Regions from separate parts of the Mus musculus genome. Here region 2 is linked to region 1. The links are chromatin contacts, called in public HiCAR-type maps. All regions are on one chromosome and are shown on one strand. The core of a region is the stretch at or near the end of the contact, and the rest is flanking DNA. Distances in the headings are between cores, read along the strand shown. Region 1 holds the start of Slc40a1 (solute carrier family 40 (iron-regulated transporter), member 1). Region 2 holds the start of Slc39a10 (solute carrier family 39 (zinc transporter), member 10).

What was found. HiCAR-type assays count read pairs that join an accessible place to other places.
Region 2: a HiCAR-type map of astrocytes shows a contact between it and region 1, with 3 times the contacts expected there. The contact joins the promoter of Slc39a10 here to the promoter of Slc40a1 in region 1. A contact is called at or near these places in 1 of 39 promoter capture datasets (neutrophils) and 1 of 115 datasets of contacts at active chromatin or transcription factors (astrocytes).

Annotation. Positions count from the first base shown.
Region 1 is chr1:45,923,395-45,927,174 of GRCm38.p6, forward strand. Slc40a1 (solute carrier family 40 (iron-regulated transporter), member 1) reads right to left here and starts at 2,200. Exons shown (of 8, transcript NM_016917.2): 1 at 1,827-2,200; 2 at 1,323-1,390. The coding sequence starts at 1,869.
Region 2 is chr1:46,851,745-46,855,537 of GRCm38.p6, forward strand. Slc39a10 (solute carrier family 39 (zinc transporter), member 10) reads right to left here and starts at 1,874. Exons shown (of 10, transcript NM_172653.3): 1 at 1,727-1,874.

The sequences.
Region 1 (3,780 bases), core at 950-3,449:
CTTGCTTTAAATTTTCTGACGGAAGTCTTTTTCAAATTGCCCTGGAACACACATAGCTCCTCTCATGTTTCTGGAGCCTGACACCCAGTCTGTCACCCAAAGGTCACATGAACCTGGAAGTTAATCAGTGCTTAGAAGCGAGGCACCTGGTTGTCCAAGGGGACTTCAGACACGTCCATTACTGGTCCTTTTAATGCTTATTATGACATTAAATTGGGAGAACAAACTATTGGTTTAGATGTATAAAGGGTTCTTCACTGTTTTGTTTTGCTTTTCCCCCTTATACCCATCTTCAAAGCAAACTCTAGCCAATTCCACTTTGTTTATTCATTTATTTGCAAAATCACCCCCTTTGTAAGCATTCAAAAAGATGGGAGCTTCCTTTTCTAAAAAGTTATCTAGGACTGCTATTCCTTAGAGAGCCAACAACCCAACTTAATTTCCCAATGGCATAGGGAATACATTTCCTCATGATGGTTTCCATTCACGTCTTATAAATCAATCAATAGGGGATTTCATTAAAAAGAAATTAGCACTTCAAAATATTCTTTAGAAATTCATTTTCCTTATTTGTAACGCACAGAATATGTTTATGCTTTTAAGCAGTAAGAATGATTGTTTAACCCGACAGTTTCTAATAATTATCCATTGAGCACAGCCAGCCTGCTAATGAGTATCGAGGAGTTGATAGAGGATCCCAGGCCAGCAGAAAAACTGAGATTCTCCCATAGGAAGCCAAAGGAAGAACTGTGAATCCATAGCTAATTTTCATTGGGTGGTGGCTTTTAACACTACCCACAAATTAAGTAGCCACAGATAACAACTTCGAAGATTAGAGCTGTTATCATTTAGATGTTTGATCATTGATTAGGTATACTTAAACTCATCTTACAATACTATTGTAATCCTATTATGCCAGTTTTCGCCAGTCTACCCTTGTACTCTGTTTCTATAATGCTGCATGCTGGTACCAGACGTAAACCCAAGAGGGCCCATGAAATACCTTTCCAGTTCAGTAGGAGGCCCAGTTAGAATTTACCAACCCTAGTAACTATGCAAGTTTTCCTGTCCTTGTGGATCTTGTTTCAAACAGTTGTCGGTCTATGTAAAGCTTTAGAATTTCACTATTAAGTAAAATTTACTAACACTCATGGGAAACATCTTTGAAGAAAACAACGTTTTTGTTGAAACATGTGTTTTAGAACGATTTATTTACTTAACGGAATGAGAAAACTGCAAGTTCTCCAATACAACTGTCTCCGATGAGAGTAAACAACAGCTTGTGCAACGATGTCTCAAGAACTGTGTGCATTCTCACTTACCCAAGTGGAGAGAGAGTGGCCAAGGTAGAGGAGGAATTTTGCTGAGGTCAGGTAGTTTGCTAAGGATCCTAGAAAGGCACAGAGAACAAGTTAAAAAACGTGTTTAAGCACCCCAATGTGCTCAGATTAGAATTTGCTTTTGGTCGTAATTAAGTCTGATTTTTTTAAACAGGTCACTTACAAGACTGATGCATTCAGTTTACTTAATAGCATCCACTTAAGATTCAGCGTTGTCTCTTGGTCAATAACCGCCCCAACTTCAGGCAGTGAAGAAACTCTTGTTTCAACATTCCTTAACTTTGGTGGGGTTTGTTTTTTTAATGCAAGAAATTTCACCCTGCCCAGGTTACTCTATCCCTGCCTATATGTAAGTTCTTTTATTCAAACTATGAGTTTATATTCTTCTTCACCCTCCATCAAAACCCAAGTCAACCCTCATGGAACTACATCTCCCCGTCCCCACCTGCATTCCCACCATTTGAAACATTCGATTACTCAACTCACCACAGCATCCTTCCTGATGGGTTTGATCTCTTGCCTTGGTCATGACACCAGGCGTTCTCCCCTTGTTTGTTCTGATGCTGGTAGCTTTAGCTGCTCTTGCCCGGGAGCTTGTTCACAGGAGTGAGAGGAACCGAAGATAGCACCAGTATAAGCACAACAGCCTTATGCCGAAAGACCCCAAAGGACAACTAAGGCAAACAACAACAGCAAAGCTGTCACGGGGTCTTCTTTTTGTCTTCTTTCCAAACTTAGCTAACACTGTAGCTGAAGTTGGAAAGCCAAAGCCTTATGGGAGCGGGTTGGAGGATCCACCGGCCGCAGGAGACCCCGAGCCTGCTCTCGCCGCCGCCGCCGCCGCCGCCACCGCCGCGGGCAGGGCAGCGGCTTATAGGGAGCCGGGGGCGGAGCTTGAGAGAGCAGGGACCGCCCTTCGCGGCTGGACGTCCAGGTCCGCGCCAGCTACGCTCCCACCGCCCTCCCAGGAGGCGCAAACAACCTGCGCTTTGGCTGGGCTACCGCAGGAGAAGCCAAGGGGTGACCCGCACAGTAGGACGGGGACTGTATGCGGACCCCGAGGGGACACTACAGAAACATTTTGCACAAAGTCGTTTGGCAGGTGCTAGAAGGAAGCTCTTCTCTCTGGCCACCAGATTGCCGGACAGTCCCTAGGCAAAGCTCAGCGGGAGCTGGCGCGGAAAAAAAGGAGCCTCCCACCCTAGCTACCCTTCGGAATGCAGGTAGCTAAGTAAATACAAGTCATGTCCGGCCTGCCTGCGGCGCAGAATGTTTTCCTTCTCCGAACTATAGAGAGGGCTCTCTCTCAAAAGCTGCGGAATCAAAGCTCAGGAAGCAGGCTCAAAGATCACAATGTAGCCCCGCGCAGCCCAGTGATCGAACGCAGGCCGCCTTCTGTGCCACAGGCACTGCAAGGAGGCAGCGCCCTTCACTGTCCTTTCCCTCTGAGTTCTAACCCTAGCCGCTCCTGCCTCTTTGGCTACTCCACAGGCTCCAAGTGCTGAAGGGAAGTAACCAGGAATACCGGTTGTCCCAGTTGGGACCCTGGGTCTGGCCCCGTGCAGATAAAGCCCTTTTGGTAGCCTCCTGGGGGGACAGGTGAATACACACCAGGTGTAAGCCTCTAATGACCTCCGTTTCCTCCCCAGGGCATACCTGCTTCTTGTGTCAGCCCTTCCCTTCCCTTACCTTTGTCAGGTTTGTCAACACTTCAAGAGTGATCCTAAACATTGAAACTCCAACCGGCTTGCACTCTTCCAGCCCTGCCAGAATGACACCTGGTAATGAAGAGAGCCACTCATGAGCACAGGCCTTGTATCTGGACTCTCTATCAGAAGCCCCAAAGGTCTTTGCGGGCGGGGTGCAGCTGGATTCGTTAGGATGAGGTCTGCAGAACCGAGATAGGGCTTTGCTACTGCAACCGCTTTTTGTCCTTTGCAAACCTTTCTCTCTCCTGACACACAAAACGTTTAAGTCCTTTCTCCTCTATCGCAGGTTCGGGTATGTCTGCTGAAGTTGCAAAATGGGGTAGTATATCCAAATGTCTTTTGGAGTAAACCTAAAGTGTGCTTACATGAAGCACTTAGGAAGGGATCATCTAGCAAGTTCTGACGGTTTCTTTCTCTCTGTCTCTCTCTGTCTCTGTCTCTCTGTCTCTCTGTCTCTCTCTTCCCCCAGCCCTTCCTTCCTTTCCTTTAATTTTGTTGATCTTCAGAATACAAACTATCCTGATTCCCTGCACGTATGTGCCAATAACAGGATCTCCATGCCCTTTGCATTAAGTACAGTGTGCCTTAAGAGCTATCCCCCACATCTAGTCAGAAGACTCTGAGAAACAGGAGCTCAGTTGATGCGTGCTTCAAAGTGTGATGTGTTCTCCATTGTCATCAATGGGGAGCTTCTGTTCCCCATTGTCACCAAGGAGTCCTCAGAAGCCCAA
Region 2 (3,793 bases), core at 624-3,123, 930 kb after region 1:
GGACTCTAACTTGCCAGCTTCCTTCCTCAGTCTCCTCCCACCCCTGCTCCCAAAGTAGCTGGGTTTATAGATCTGTGCCTTCAGGTATCACCTGAGAAATCGTCTTTGCCACCTCTTTTAAAGTAGCACCAAAACCATTCATTCTTGCGCATGGGTTCCTAACCACGCTTAGTTGATAGAATTCAGTTTTGTCAATTTGGGGAGAGATTAAAACCACTGAAATTCAGTTACTTTTCGGTGAGGATGTAACTTCCTGAATACAGGCCAAAATTACAGTAATACAAAACACTTAAATCCTTTAAGTATAATTTTTAGTTCTTGCTAGTTTGAAGTTAGTCATTATTAGGCAGGCCAGTACCGTTGATATTTAATGCTTTATTCAAGTATGGCTTACTCCATCAAAGCCAAATAGTTTCCCATTAACTCTTTCAATGTAACTTTATGTACCCTTAATAATCTATAGTCACAATCCAAGACCCTTATTCTAGAAAACACCAAATGCTAAAAATGCCCACCAGCACATTTTATTTCCTTCACAGCATTTATCACTTTATCACTGATGTGTCTTTCATCCTACTGTAATGTCCAATGCACATAGGAAGAGGGGTGTGTGGGATGGACTCCCAAGGTCCAGGAGAAATGACTCACAAGGTACTCAAATACTTGTAGATTACGGGAATCCTAACATTACTCTGTACACAGAAGTTCTGCTTTGTTTAGGCTTCCCAATAGCACTGTTAACAATTCTAAGCCTCCAGCTCTTGTATTACTTTTTCTTAATTACCATTAGATACACATCCAAAAAGAAAACATACAAGAAACCTGTCACCCGCTAGTTACCGCACTTAACGGAGACATAAATAAGTTTCTAGGAGACGGTGGGTTGTACTGTCTTTTAACTCATGCTTTGTGTCACTTGGAGCAGACACTGGGGTGAAGGACCCTTCCAAATCGGTGGCGGGGCGTCCTGCGGTGAGATTTCTTCCACGTGCCCAGCTCCTTAAACTCGGCCCATGTGGACAGGCTCCCACGTGAACGCGTCTTCTCAGAAGCCGCAGGAAGCCCTTCCACGTCACGCCACCCGACGCCTCGCCAGGCTGGAGAGTTCCGAAGACCCCCCCCCCCCCAAGGGAGGAGCGAAGCGTGGAGCGGATGCGGACCCCGCGGTGGGCCGGCCACTTCCCTCCGCTCCCAACCGCGCCCACGCCACCCTACACCCCGGTGGCCGGGAACAAAGCCCGCGGCCGCACCACGGTCGCCCCACAACCCGGCTCCGGGACCCGTGGGCTGCGCCACACGCAGTTCCCGCGCGCCCCACCGAGCCTTTTCGGTTGGCCCGGAGCTGAGCGGCCGCCGTCCGTTACCCCCCGCAGACGAGCCCCTGGGACCTGCCTCGGGTCCCGGGTCCCCCGTACGGCGGCCGCGGGAAGCCCGCGCAGCCCTCAACCGGCGCTGCCCGCTCCGCGGCCCCGCAGCAGGCCGTGGGGCGCGGGTCCCCCACCGCCGACGCGGCACACTCGGCTGGCCCCAGCCTCACGCGCCGCTCTCCTGCTCGCCGCCACCGCCTGCAGCAGCTGCGAACACACGCGTCCCAACCCAGAGGCCCCGGTGCCAGCCCCAACCCGGCCGCCCAGCCTCCCCAGCCGTCCCGGGACTCCCAGGCTCCGCCGCGCACGGGGCCGGTTCTGGGGGAGGGAATGTAAACAAATCGGGGTTTTATAGTTACCTCACACTCGAGTGCCGTGTGCATCTCCTCTCCGCTCGGTACCAAACCCCGGCTGCACCCAGTCGTGTATTCTCCAAAGCCGCCTGCGCTATCTGCGTCGCGGAGCCTAGCGCGAGAGCCGGCGCTCTACGCCGACGGCGCACTCAGCCTGCTCCGGCTCCCTGCGCAGCCGCACCCTGGCCGCCTCAGCGCTACGCCGGCGGCGCACCCGGCCCGCTCGGGCGCCCTGCGCAGCCGCACCTCGGCCTGATCGGCGCTACGCCGGCGGCGCACCGGCAGCGTTCAGCCATTCACTTCGCGGACGCGCCTGGCGTAGGAGAGCGGCGGCACCGGCGGGAGCTACACCGACTGGCGGCAACTGGAAGAAATTAGATCTACGCAAATTGCGGAGCTCTGTAGCTCCGCGCTAGTTTTGTTCTGAGAAAGGACTCCTCGGGGATTGGGGGGAGTTGGGGCGGCTTTTAACGCATGCGTGGAACGGCCTTGGTCGCCTCGCCTGGCCTCGCACGTCGGTTGCTGAGGCCTTGGGCTAGCGGATGAGACGTAGAAGCCTGGAGAACGAGCGTCCTAGGCCGAAGTTTCGGAGTGATCAATTAGGATTGCTGATCTGTACACGGGTTAGACATCTATATTAAATTAACTCCGCCCCCTCTGTCCCAGCGACCGTGCCAGTCTCTGGGCAAAACTAAACTTTAGTGCTATGTGCAAAGTGTTTTGCATAACTCCCCCCACCGCACCCCCATTTAAAGAGCACTTACAGTGGGACTTCCCAAACAGAAAGGAGTTGAGTTTAAAAATGTCACGTAGTTCTGGTAGCTTTGGGTACCCATCCAAGGACTTCCCACCACCTTCTCTTACTGGAACAGTTTTACACCCAAAGGCAAGCCCCCCCCCCCCCATCCGCCCAGCAACACCGGTGCATTCATGCTTATATCCTGCCTGTTCTTGGATCCCTTTGCTCACACCGCCATTCTCAATGGCCTCCTCCCCTCTTAAGCAACTAACAACCCACAATTTTCTTAAAAGGAGGCTCGGCAAACTCTTTGCTTCATTATTCATTACTCTGCTTCCTGACTCTTAATTCATGTCTAGGCTTATTTGTATTCTGCCCAGATGCCTGTGTTTCTGTATTCAAGCTGAGCGTATTTACTAGTGAAAGTGAATTCTGGCCTTGCTTTATGGATGAACAGAGTGCATATAACTCTGAGCAGTAGTAATTGCCAGCTTTATGTATCAGGTACCTCCAGCATGCTTTGCGTGTGTATTAATTTAATATTCCTAACAGACTGAAGAATGACTACCCAGGAAATAAAGTCATAGGAAATAAGTAACTTGCCTGAGAGAACCGAGGAGGGGCATAGAAAGCCAAACCTATTCGGTATGGCTACGTGGCCTGTCTCGCTGACTTGAACTCCATGAAAGAAGCTGTTTTGCCTTTTGTTTTCTACCTGTACACGGAACATCTTTCGAGTGCTTAATGAGTGGCTAAAACCACAGTGAGCTTCTTCTACTCCTCTTTCTCTGCTGTCAAAGGAAGACATTCTGATAAGTCCTCAGGCCTCAACATTAGTGGAAGAAGATAGCAGAGTGACCACAGTCCTCAGACCCATGAATTAAGCTGGGGATTACACAAAAAGTAATGACTTAAGTTGTATAGAGTTTACCAGTAGATCCTTTGGGTACAAAGCATTAAAATATCCAATTTGCCATGGTATTTTAAGGCTTCTAATTATTTGATTAAACACATTGTCAATATATATATATATATATATATATATATATATATATATATATATATATATATTTATAAACATTTTTCAAATAAGTTAGAGCCCTTGAGTCAAGTTTCGAGCAGTGATTTGGGGCTATTTGTTTACAAAACCAATGTTCACCTGGTTTGCACAGGTACATCTAAATACTTGGTTAAACACTGAAGTATGACCATGGAGAGCAGTTAGTAGCTACAGCTGTTAATGGGATTCCTCCATACTCCTCAATCTCTCACAGTCCTTTCAAGATTTTCGAGAATTTCAGATTGTGGCAACTAAAGTGCTAAAAGCTTCAGTC